2 separate regions of the Pan troglodytes genome follow, and region 1 is linked to region 2. A link is a contact called in public HiChIP or PLAC-seq data. All regions are on one chromosome and are shown on one strand. The core of a region is the stretch at or near the end of the contact, and the rest is flanking DNA. Distances in the headings are between cores, read along the strand shown.

What was found. HiChIP or PLAC-seq counts read pairs in DNA pulled down with a chosen protein or histone mark.
Region 1: a contact with region 2 is called in an H3K4me3 HiChIP or PLAC-seq map of stem cell-derived excitatory neurons, with 4 times the contacts expected there. The contact joins the promoter of RRP8 here to the promoter of SMPD1 in region 2. A contact is called at or near these places in 1 of 7 Hi-C or Micro-C datasets (stem cell-derived neural progenitor cells), 1 of 1 datasets of contacts at active chromatin or transcription factors (stem cell-derived excitatory neurons) and 1 of 1 other capture datasets (stem cell-derived neural stem cells).

What each region holds. Positions count from the first base shown.
Region 1 is chr9:10,749,727-10,755,634 of NHGRI_mPanTro3-v2.0_pri, reverse strand. RRP8 (ribosomal RNA processing 8) reads left to right here and starts at 3,223. Exons shown (of 8, transcript XR_008537959.2): 1 at 3,223-3,479; 2 at 4,657-5,020; 3 at 5,270-5,723; 4 at 5,817-5,908. ILK (integrin linked kinase) reads right to left here and starts at 2,641. Exons shown (of 10, transcript XM_054661992.2): 1 at 2,513-2,641. The coding sequence starts at 2,601. LOC134807232 (a long non-coding RNA gene) reads left to right here. Exons shown (of 2, transcript XR_010147124.1): 2 at 1-579.
Region 2 is chr9:10,535,888-10,542,264 of NHGRI_mPanTro3-v2.0_pri, reverse strand. It overlaps SMPD1 (sphingomyelin phosphodiesterase 1), which reads right to left and starts at 3,670. Exons shown (of 6, transcript XM_508253.9): 1 at 3,067-3,670; 2 at 1,827-2,599; 3 at 549-720; 4 at 243-319; 5 at 1-40. The coding sequence starts at 3,372. It overlaps LOC129136402 (a long non-coding RNA gene), which reads left to right and starts at 3,642. Exons shown (of 3, transcript XR_010147121.1): 1 at 3,642-3,864; 2 at 5,844-5,963.

The DNA of each region.
Region 1 (5,908 bases), core at 1,974-4,473, 210 kb before region 2:
GACCTTTAATTTGTGCCCTGACTTATCAGCTTCCAGTACTGCCTGTGGCGCCAGGGCAGGCCAAACTCGGGGGGCAAAAGTATGGGCACAAGGGTTCTGTTCACTCTCAGGCTGCCTGCCACCTCAGGGCCTGGACTTCTATCTCAAGAAGACCTGCAAGGAATTAACCCCCTCTTCATATCCAGCATATAGCCAACTTAGGCCCCCATACTTTACTCCTCAAACCAGCACCACAACCTTCCAGTTTCATTAATTCCACCCCTTTTCCTTCTGGCAGCATCTTCCTAGAGTCTTCCTAGACCCAGCTAGAGTCTTCCTAGATGTTAGGCCCACTGGGCAACTGCCTAAGCCTGTATTTCCTCACCAACAAAACAGTAACAGTGCTTACTGTCTTTATCAGGGTACCCTTTGAGAATTATATGAAAAATGGAACAAATGACTTTGCAAAGTATTAAAGAGAAATAGTGTAGAACCTAATGGGAACCAGTGAAGTCTAGACTAAGATGACAGGTGATCCTGACCTGTCAAACCTAAAAACTAAACTCCACCAATTTTAAAAAATAAAGAATTTGAATTTGCCACTCTGAGTCACCATCACTACTGCTCTTCTTGCCTTCCTATCTCAGCCAACCTTGTAGAACTGGTGTACATTCACTTTCACTATTTGCTCACCTCTCAACTTTCGTTTTCTTTTTCTGTTTTAAGACAGAGTCTTGCTCTGTGGCCCAGGCTGGAGGGCAGTGGCATGATCTTGGCTCACTGCAGCCTCTGCTTCCCGGGTTCAAGCAGTTCTCCTGCCTCAGCCTCCGAGTAGCTGGGATTACAGGCGCACGCCACCACGCCTGGCTAATTTTTGTATTTTTAGTAGAGACAGGGTTTCACCATGTTGGTCAGGCTGGTCTCGAACTCCTGACCTCGTGATCCACCAGCCTCGGCCTCCCAAAGTGCTGGGATTACAGGCATGAGCCACCGCACCCGGCCTACTTTTCAATCTGCCACAAATCTGCTGTATTGAGAGCAGAGATTATGTCAGATTCTGGACTCTAGCACCCAGCACAGAAGGTGTTCATCATAGTGCCTTAAATTAAGGAACCCAATGTAGTCTGATTTCTTCACCCATTATTCTGAAACAACACTCACAGATGGTCAAATACATCCTAACTGCACATTGAGGGGAACAACAGACACTGGGGCCTACCAGAGTGGGGTGGATAGGAAGAGGGAGAGGATCAGGAAAAATAACTAATGGGTACTATGGCTTAATACCTGGGTGATGAAATGATCTGCACAACAAACCTCCATAACACGAGTTTACCCATCCAACAAACCTGCACATGTACCCCTTAACTTAAAAAAAAAAAACCCAACTGTAAATTCAATGGCTACTTTAAAATATTAATGTTCTTTGATCTCTCAGTAGCCTGTACTGCTGTTGACCACCTCCCCTTCATTAAAACATTCTCTTCTGTAAGCTTTACTCACACATTTTCCTATTTCTTTTTCAACTTCCAGTTGCTCCTTTTCTGTCGTGCAGGCTTCCTGTCCCCTGACCTCTTGCCTTCCACTCTCCTGAGACATTCTCCTTCACAACCATGTCTTCAAGTATCATCTATATATATGATATATATATGCTATCTATATGCTGATAGCTCTCAAATCTGTGTCTCCAAGTCAGGTTCCTCCCCTGAATTGCAAATCTGCATAACCAACAACACACTCAACATTTCCACCTTGCTGCATTGTCACCTTAACTTTAACATGTCCAGAATAAAATGCCTCATCCTCCAGTTTTCTCCATCTCAGTAAAAACAACCAAGTTCCCAAGCCAGAACCCCGGTCCTCATCCTTGCCCCTACTCACTCCCCACACCAAGTTCCACAATTCTTCGTCCTAAAGACTTCTGGAATTTGATCACTTCTCTTTTTCACTCACCCTAATTCTAGTCCAAGACATCATTACTTCTACGATGAACTAGGCAATTGCCTCCTTTCCACCTGCTCTTCACAAAGCATCCAAGATGATACTGAAAAATGGACAATCTCATTATGTCACTATACAGCTTTAAAACCTTGCTTTTAAAATAAAGACCTTCTTATAGCCTAAATATGCTTGCATGATCTGGCTGATCCTTGGAGACCTCTACAGTCTTATGTCCTGTTCTTTTCCTCTTGTACCCAATGCTCCGACCCACAGAGATCATCTATCCTCCAGCCATATGGAACTCCAGACAATTTCCTGTTCTCTCTGCTCTGTGCCTTGCCCCCTAGCCTTTGGCCATGCAGTCTACTGAGGCTGGAAAGCTCTCTGTAGCCTCTGCCTGTGAAACTCTTATTCTGCAGTCAAGATTCAGCTCAAACTGCGTCCTCTGTGAAAACCCTCTGCCCGCCACAGGCTATGCTTAGCACTCATTACACTGGCTAGCAAAGGCAGCCGCCACCACCAGACATGAGCACTCCACTCCACGTAGCCAGATCTCTAGCCTTCCTCTCATCCACCAACCGTTTCGGCTCACCCCTGGTTGAGGTCGTTCTCCGTGTTGTCCAGCCACAGGCGAACGGCGACGGCGTTGCCCTCCCGGCACTGAGTGAAAATGTCGTCCATAGCAGCGTCCCGGCGCCGAGTCCCCTGGATTGGGGAAGCCTGAGGACTGTGGAGTGATCCAGGGAAGGAGGATGAACCCCAAGCTTTATCCTCTACAGGAGAGAAGTGTTTGTGTTGGGGGTAGGGGGCCTGAGCTGCGTCCCCGGCTAGTGGGGGTCTGTGAAGGAGTTCGGGGCTGCGGGATGATCCCTGGCTGTGTCCTCTAGACGCGAGGTAAAGGCGGGTCAGGGTGGGCAGGGGGTGACGAAGAGGTCGTGTCTGCTGAACGGATGTCCGAGAGCAGGCAACTAGACCCGATCGGCGAACAGAGTTGGGGGAAGTGGGGAGGTTCAGGCTCCGTATACTCTGGGAGAGGGGACCGGGGGTCCTCCCCAGGGTTGGCTCCGTTCCTTACTTGGAACTCAGGAGAAGTGAGGGGTAACAGGGGGCGCGGGTCCTCTCGCACTCACCGGGACTCGGGCTGCAGGATCCTTCTCCGGGGAACTCCCGTCCGGCCGCGCCCGCAGCCCGCCGCCGGCCCCGCCCCGCCCCGCCCCGCCCGTGGCGCTCTTGGGCAGCGCGGGCCTCCGTCCCTCCCCTCCCACCGCCTCCCTGCCCTTCTAGCCGCGCCTGGCTAAACTCGATGGTTCGCTGCGCCGCGCCGGCCGCTCTAGCAACCCCTGGCCGTCACGCTTTGGTTTCCGGGTCGGTTCTGGCAGGTCTGAGCGCTCCGACTTCCAGAGGAGCGCTGTGCACGTGGAGAAGAGCGGGGACTCGGCGACCCTGCCCTCCCGACCCTCATGTTCGAAGAGCCTGAGTGGGCCGAGGCGGCCCCAGTAGCCGCGGGCCTTGGGCCCGTAATCTCACGACCTCCGCCTGCGGCCTCCTCGCAAAACAAGGTGAGTGACTCGCAGGGGCGATGGGAGCTGTTTCAGGCCGCGAAGCGGACATTGGTGGATCCCAGCGCTGTGTGTATTGCGGGGAGGGACACCTGTGGCACCGTTAAGGGCGAGTCCTGATCTGAAGATCCGAGAACTTCCAAAAGAAACTGACGTTGGGTCAGAGAGAGTTGTTGAGTAGAAGTTGGTGAAGCGAAGAGGGTTCTTCAGACAGGAAAAAGTACGTACAAGGGCCCTGGGACAAGAGAGCATGTTCTGTTAGGGTCACAAACACAAGTGGTCCTTGTGGTTGAAATACATAGTAAATGAAAGGGGATGCTGTTCAAGAGGTAGAAGTTTTGCGTATATTGAGAATAGAAGCCAATGAAAGGTTTTAGGCAATGGAATTATTTCTTCAGATTTGTATTTTGAAAGGGTCGTTGGTTGCAGTGTGGAGGATGGATTGGAGACAGTAAGAGTTGTCAGTATCATTGTTCAAAGGAGGGTGTGGGAAACTTAGAATCAGGGTAAGTGCCTGGCCTAGGATTACCTGGTAGGACTGCAACACAGAATCAGCCTTCCCGACAATACATCTTCTCCTTTGAGCCTCTGCAGATGTGAGGGCCCTGCTTCCTCAGGCTTTTCTTACCCTTCAGTCTGCCTCCAACATGGAATCGGCCTGCTTTGTTTCCTCCTTTTTCGTCCCCTAGCCCCATTACCATTGTCCAAGCCGCTGGCCTCTCTGTCTGCAATTTCTCCCCTTCAGTTTGTTTTCTACACTGCAGCTAGAGACATGTTAAATATTTAATATACGTGTGTGATCATGTGTCTCCTGTGTTCAGAAGCCTCCTTACCTCTTACAGAAATGTATCAGCTCTAGGCAAAAGCTCAAGGTGAAGGGTTGGAATTCCTGGTCTCTGGCCTTGGTCTTGTTGCTTGTGGCCTTTGCATTTTCCTTTGGGGAAACCTCCATTAGCTCATTTACACATTGAAGAAAGTGGGATAGGTGGTTTCTCTGCTCTCCAGCTTCCCAGAAGTTGGGGTGGTGACATAAAAGTTCTTCTGGGTTCTGGCAGGCTTGACTGGGAAGAATTCAGATGCTTCTGCCAGTCTGAATCAGGTCCACATCTCTCCCTTCTTGTTCTCCAGGCCTCATCCATTCTCTTTAGGCCCACTCTCATCCCCTGTTTTCCTCCAGGGCTCCAAGCGCCGCCAGCTCTTGGCCACATTACGGGCCCTAGAGGCAGCATCTCTTTCCCAGCATCCCCCCAGCCTATGTATAAGTGACTCTGAGGAGGAGGAGGAGGAAAGGAAGAAGAAATGCCCCAAAAAGGCATCATTTGCCAGTGCCTCTGCTGAAGTAGGGAAGAAAGGGAAGAAGAAATGTCAAAAACAGGGCCCACCTTGCAGTGACTCTGAGGAAGAAGTAGAAAGGAAGAAGAAATGCCACAAACAGGCTCTTGTTGGCAGTGACTCTGCTGAAGATGAGAAAGGAAAGAGGAAATGCCAGAAACATGCCCCTATAAATTCAGCCCAGCACCTGGACAATGTTGACCAAACAGGTACCATTGGATGTGTATATGTGTGTGTGTTGGTGTGTGTGTGTCGGGGGGTCAGCTGGTTCTACATACAAGAGTGATTATCCACTGCCATTAGGATTGGGGCTAATGGTGTACTCAGGCAATAAGAAGTACTTCTATGCAGGCCACAGTCACGATCTCAAAGACAGAGGTATGGCTGGGATGACTTGCCGTGACTCTGAATGTAAGAGATCTTGCCTCATGTGCACCTTCCCATCTCCCTCCCTGTAGGTCCCAAAGCCTGGAAGGGTAGTACTACAAATGATCCACCAAAGCAAAGCCCTGGGTCCACTTCCCCTAAACCCCCTCATACATTAAGCCGCAAGCAGTGGCGGAACCGGCAAAAGAACAAGAGAAGATGTAAGAACAAGTTTCAGCCACCTCAGGTGCCAGACCAGGCCCCAGCTGAGGCCCCCACAGAGAAGACAGAGGTGCCTCCTGTTCCCAGGACAGACAGCCATGAGGCTCGGGCAGGGGCTTTGCGAGCCCGCATGGCACAGCGGCTGGATGGGGCCCGATTTCGCTACCTCAATGAACAGTTGTACTCAGGGCCCAGCAGTGCTGCACAGCGTCTCTTCCAGGGAGACCCTGAAGCTTTTCTTCTCTACCACCGCGGCTTCCAGAGCCAAGTGAAGAAGTGGCCACTGCAGCCAGTGGACCGCATCGCCAGGGATCTTCGCCAGCGGTGAATGGGGGTCAGGGACTGTGAGAAGCCATGTGGTGGGTCAGTCATAGGCTCAGATCAGACCAATATGTGACCCTTGCCTTCCACTCTCAGGCCTGCATCCCTAGTGGTGGCTGACTTCGGCTGTGGGGATTGCCGCTTGGCTTCAAGTATCCGGAACCCTGTGCATTGCTTTGACTTGGCTT
Region 2 (6,377 bases), core at 2,421-4,920:
AGTGTGGCCAAAGAACTGAGCAGCCAGGGTGTTCTCATACCTGGCCAGAAGGTACTACATTCAGAAGATTCTAGGGAGGGGTAGGAAGACATCTGGGGAGATAGGATGCCCTCTTTCTCCAACCTGTTCTAGTGAGGAGCCTCCCCACTCCATGGGACAACAGGGATGGTGAGATGCTCAAGGCAATTTTCAGCCTTCAGACACTCACCCTGTCCCTATTCCCACCCTCATCTCCGTCCTACCTGGCTACAATTCGGTAATAATTCCAGCTCCAGCTCTTCAGACAGTGCCCTGGGGGAATGTGGCCAATTATATGCACCTAGTAAGGAGAATTAAGGATGGTAATCAGGGCATCCAGGGGTCCAGGCAGCCCTGGCTAGAGAAAGGGGGACTGAATGAAGGCTTTCAACAGTGACCATGAGCTGAATCCCCAGGGAACACTTGTTGGGAATGCCAGGAAAATCAAACTTCTGTGCCCAGAGGTGCTCCAGCTCAACAGAAGCCTGCTTGTCCCCCAGCACCACCGTGTTCCCACTACTGGCCCTCACTTTGTCTCCTCGATCCTCAGCAGCCTGAAGCTCCCCCACCAGCCACTGGAGCTGTCCTGCGGGATCCGTGGAGTTGATCAAGAGCCAGAAGTTCTCACGGGAACAAAAATTCATATTGAGAGAGATGAGGCGGAGACCGGGGTATGGGGAGAGAGCATAGAACCCCCCAATTCTGAAACAAAGTAAACAGGAGAGGTCAACACTTGTTCCAATCCTGGTCCTCCTGTGCTGGGCATTTGGGTGGAGGGTAAAAGCATACATGACATCTTCCCCACCTGCAAGGAGCTCACAGTCTAGCCAGAGACCAAACAGTTCTAATTATTGGGTCTGTGTGACACAAAAGACTCCGAGGGCAGAGGGCTCCAGGAGTATGGGGGAGGGATAAGAGTTAGCTAGAATGGGAAGCAAGGACCACACAGAGGGAAGATGACATGGGAGGGATAAGAGTTAGCTAGAATGGGAAGCAAGGACCACACAGAGGGAAGATGACATGGGATGGATAAGGTGGGAAAAACTGGAGCACTTAAAAAAAAGGGGGAAATCATTTCCAGAGGGCCAACATGAGCAAAGACACAGCTGGGGCATAGAGAGGTTATGCTGCCAGACCTTTGAAGTAGGGTGGTGAAGATAAGAGTAGAAAGGGAGGGCTGGAAAGCCGGGTGCAGTGGCTCATGCCTGTGATCCCAGCACTTTGGGAGGCCGAGGTGGGCAGATCATGAGGTCAGGAGATCAAGACCATCTTGGCCAACATGGTGAAACCCCATCTCTACTAAAAATACAAAAATTAGCTGGGTGTGGTGGCGTGCACCTGTAGTCCCAGGTACTTGGGAGGCTGAGGCAGAATTGCTTGAACCCAGGAGGTGGAAGCTGTAGTGAGCTGAGATGGTGCCACTGCACTCCAGCCTGGGCAACAGAGCAAGATTCCATCTCAAAAAAAAAAAAAAAAAAGAGGGCCAGGAGCAGTAGCTGATGCCTGTGGTCCCAGCATTTTGGGAGGCCGAGGCGGGAGGATTGCTTGAGGTTAGGTGTTTGAGACCAGCCTGGGCAACATAGCAAGATCTTCTCTCTACAAAAACTAAACTAAAATTAAAAAAAAAAAAAAATAGCCTGGTGTGGCAAAAGAGTAGAAAGGGAAGGAGGAGTCAGATTAGGGGAGCCAAATGAAGAGCACTAAGGACTCATGCTAGAGCAATCAGAGACAATGCCCCAGGTTCCCTTTTCCCTTCACTTTCATTCACCTTTCTTTTCCCTTCCTGGGTTTCCATGGACGATAAGTACCTGAGGGTGCGCAGGGCTTCAGCAGGCAGCCAGGGCTCCCAAGCCTTGGCCATCGCTTCATAGAGCCAGCGGGAGGAGTGGTTGCCCTCAATGAAGGGGGGAGGGAAGCTATTGACAGGTGTGCTTTCATGGTTACCCACAGCAGGGTACACTGGCACTGGCCCCAGGAACTTCCTCACAAGTGCTGTGACAGTGGTCAGGGCCCGCAGTTGGTCCTGACGAGTCTGGTGCCAGACATCATGTGCGGGGATGTCTCCTGTCCAGTACACCATATCAAAAGGGCCGGCTGGGCCCAGCCCACTCAACAGGCTCTCCAGGGTCCTCAGGGGCAGGTCACACTTGCTGTATTCGCCCCAGTATCCGGCACCTGGCCGGGACGCGGGCGGCAGGCCAGAACCCCGGCGGCAACACAGTGGGTCTGCACAGTCAGGGTCCATGCCCTCCAGGTAGTCATGATCCCAGTGCAGGTCAGTGAGGAAGAGGATGCGGCTGACAGGGGCGCCTGGGGCTGGGGGGCTAGGAGGTTTGGGGGGCGGCTTCGGCACAGTAGGCAAAGAGATGTTCCAAGATGAGAAAATGTCCCAGTGCCCACAGGTGGAGCCCAGGAGCAGGCCACAGGCCTCAGATGGGCTCAGCACTGAGCGTCTCCACACCTCCACCATGTCATCCTCAAAGAGGTGGACAATGGATTGGCACACGGCAGGTGGTGCTATCTTCAGCAGATTGCACAGCTTGATGGCCACGGAGCCCACGCGAGCCACATTGGGTTCCTTCTGCAGTGGGAGGAGCGCATGGTGAGAAATCAGAGGCAGAGCAGAGGAACAAGGCCAACCCCTGGCCACCACCCCTTGGGCCTCCATTTCCAAACTGGGGCTGGGCAGGACTCAGTGCACCAAGCTCAGTGCACACCTTTGCCTTCCAGATATTGCCCTGTAACTCAGGCAGCGCCAGGCCATCGCTTCTTCTTTAGCTCAGCGGCCTGTGGCATGAGGCCTTTGCTTGGCAAGCTGACTTCCTCAGGCACTGTCTGCATTATTTTCTTACTTCACAAAGGTCACAATGGGGTGATGGTGGCATGTAGCCATGGGTGTCCCCAAAGGGGAGCAAACTCAGTGATGGATTGTAGATGCCACCCTCTCCATCAGGGATGCGTTCTGAGCCCAGCGCACCAGCATCAGACCCAGCCCCCAGCCCCAGCACTCCTTTCGGCCTCCTCCACTGCAGCCCCTTCAGTGCTCACCTTCAGCCCGAGGTTGATGGCGGTGAATAGACCTTTGCAGACTGGGCAGGTGAGGTTCCCCCACCCAAAGACATCTCGGAGCCGGGGCACTATGCGATGTAACCTGGCAGGATGGCCTTGGGGAGAAACAGGGTGAGCCTCTGCCGGAGCCCAGAGAACCCGAGAGTCAGACAGAGCCAGCGCCAGCGCCAGCGCCAGTACCAGGCCCATCCAAAGGAGTCCGGGGGCTCTGGCGGTCCCGTCTTGTCCCTGTTCCCGGCCGGACCTGGGGCAGCTCTGGCGGAGTGACGCTCCGTAGCGGGGCATTGTCGGGCTTCCTACACGGGGCTGGTTCGTCTGTCCCGTCCCCACCGGCCTGGACCCTAGCCAGCCCTCAGGGCCCCGGGCGGCGCTGGGGACACCCGATTACCCTTCTCTGTAGTCGGCTGACTGCTCCGCTGCCGGCCGCAAAGCAGCTCCGCCCCTTCCTCTTCCTCTGATCTCTAACAGCTGATCTCTCGGTGGCGGGCAGCTGTCAACGCTGCGGAGGCGGAGCGGGCGGGGCGCTCCCGGGACCGCCCCGATTCCGCCCCCTCTCCCTGCCCCCGCCCTGCCCCGGGCGCACGGGCTGCGGGGGTGGGGACTCTCCCTGAGGTCACCAGGGGCTCCGCCTTGAGGTCACAGCCGCGGGAGGCCGTGCTCGTGCTTTGGAGCTCCACGTGATGTGGTCGGTGGAAGACGTCTCCTTTGTCAGAATCTGCGCTCAGATTCCCGGAATAGCTGCCAGACCGACCCCAGCGTTGAGCCCGGGAAGGGAAGGTAGGAGAGAGCAGGGCCGGCAGGATCCTCCCACTGGGTGTGTTGCCTCTGACACGAAGGCGCCTTCCCTCGATTTCCCTTGCTCTGCCACTGGCACCAGCCCTCTTGAGTCACCCTGAGAATCACTCACCTGTGATTCAGATGAGGAAACAAACCTTAGAGATGGTGAAGAGACTAGGAAGCCGTAAAGACCATATAGCCATGGGGGCCAATAACATGGGCTGGAACCCAATTGGGTCTCCCACCTCCGTGTATCCACGACAGTAAAAGCGAGCATTTATGGAGTTGTTTACGATGTGCCAAGCACCAACCCAGGCACTTTATAATTAATAATCTTCAATTCTCACAACAACCCTAAGAAGTACCTATTATATTGGGGCTCAGAAATCCATACCCAAAATATGGTGGTTTGACTTACTAAGTTAAGCCTTAAGGTCTGTCTGACCTTCCTACTCCCGCCCCCTTTCTCCCAAAGCCGTTACCAAGCGTCCAGACCCATCAGAAGGAACAACTGTTTTTTTCTTCCCCTCCCTATAAAACCAAGAATATAATCACACCTGAACAGACCCTTTCACATGATAATGTACTAGTTAATCTGTTCCCTGATCCATTCCTTCTCCCTCAGCAGAATTCCTCTTCCCCTCACTCCCATAACCCGCTTTGCCTGAATGACACATAAGCTTCTGAACTCGTTTGGGAAGTGGGTAGTCACTCTGTGGTTCCCCGTGGACACATTAATAAAATTTCTATGCCTTTTCTTCAATTAATCTGTTTTTTGTGGGTTGATTTTTCAGCAGAATTTCAGAGGGCGAAGGGAAAGTTTCCCTTGGTCCCTACAAATACTATTATTACCCCCCTTTACAGATAGGATGAGGCACAAAGAAGTTAAGTGGCAGAATAGCAATTAAACCCTAAGCTGTTTGACGAGTGCTTCTGAGGGATCCTCAGAGCTATCAAGTCCTGTCAGTTCTTTCCTTTGATAATTTTTTACAAGTGTTTTTTTCCCCCAGTTCTGGGGACATCATCTCAGATAGAGTACTCACAGTAATAATTAGCATGCATTTTAAAGATTATGTACTATGAAAAACAAAACAAAACAAAACCTTTTTATCTAAGGAAGATGAGCCCCTTTAAATTATCAGGCCCAGACAGGCATTTAAAATGTAGCAACAGTCACTCTCACTCTTCTTTGAGCTAAGTAATTATCTCTTGAAACCACTTGCTATGCCAAGTAGCCATTAAATGCCATACACCTTATAGTTCAACAATGTATAGCCAAGCGCTAAACAATGTATAACCGGTGTTACTTCTGTAAACAATGAGAATTCCTGATGAACAACTTTTGTATTCACTTCCTCTCCTAATTCATCTTTCTTTCTTTGAAAATATGAGCCTCTCTTTTGTTGTCCAGAGTGCTCCCCCAAGACAACTTGCAAGTGTGTCCTGGGTCGCAGTCCTCAACCTTGGCCGTTGGCCCGAATAACCCTCTATAGGTACTTTTCTGAGGACTCTGCCTTAAGTTAATCCTCACAACAAATTTGGAAGTCGGTATTATAATTATCCCCATTTTACGGAGAAGGAAAGTAGGATTAAGTAAGTGGCTCAAGATCCCACAGCTAGCTAGTAAGTGCTGGAACTGGAATTTGGATGTGTCAAGCAAAACATGTCTGAGACAGGTCTCAATCGATTTAGAGGTTTATTTTGCCAAGGTTAAGGACATGGCTGGAAGAAATAAACACGGAATCGCAGAAACAGTCTGTGGTCTGTGGCTTTCTCCAAAGATCATTTTGAGGGCTTCAATATTTAAAGGGGAAAAGTGAGCTGGAGGGAAAGAAGAAGGGTATGGCAATCCACATGTCGCAAGAGAAAAGGAGCAGGTAGGGAGATACTCAATTATGTGTTCATCTGGCACTTTACATAAGATAAAGTAAATATGCCTGTGGAGATATTTAACCTTTTGTGTTTTTTTTTCGAGACAGAGTTTTCGCTGTTGTTGACCAGGCTGGAGTGCAATGGTGCAATCTCGGCTCACCACAACCTCTGCCTCCCGGGTTCAAGTGATTCTCCTGCCTCAGCCTACGGAGTAGCTGGGATTACAGGCATGTGCCACCACACCCGGCTAATTTTGTAAATATTTAACCTTTTGTCTGTAGCTATCTGCTTAGGAACAAAAGGAAAGGCAGCTTCTTGCATGACTCAGTTTTCAGTTTATTTTTTTTCCTTTTGGCATAGTCAACTGGAGTCCTGAGTTTTTATTTTCCTTTCACAAATGCAACATTCTGGCTCTATTCTTTGCTGTGTGGGGACCCATTCAGAACACCAGAGTTGGTATAACAATTATTTTAAGCCGAAGACATTTCAGATTCAATAGATGCAGAAATAAACCTTCTGGGAGCTTTCTTCATCTGATTAAAACTTCTGGGAAATGTCAACCTAAAGGGAAAAATCTAAGGCAAACTTGATATAAGTAGAGAGTTTATTTGGGCCAAGTTTGAAGACTGTGAAGCGAAGAT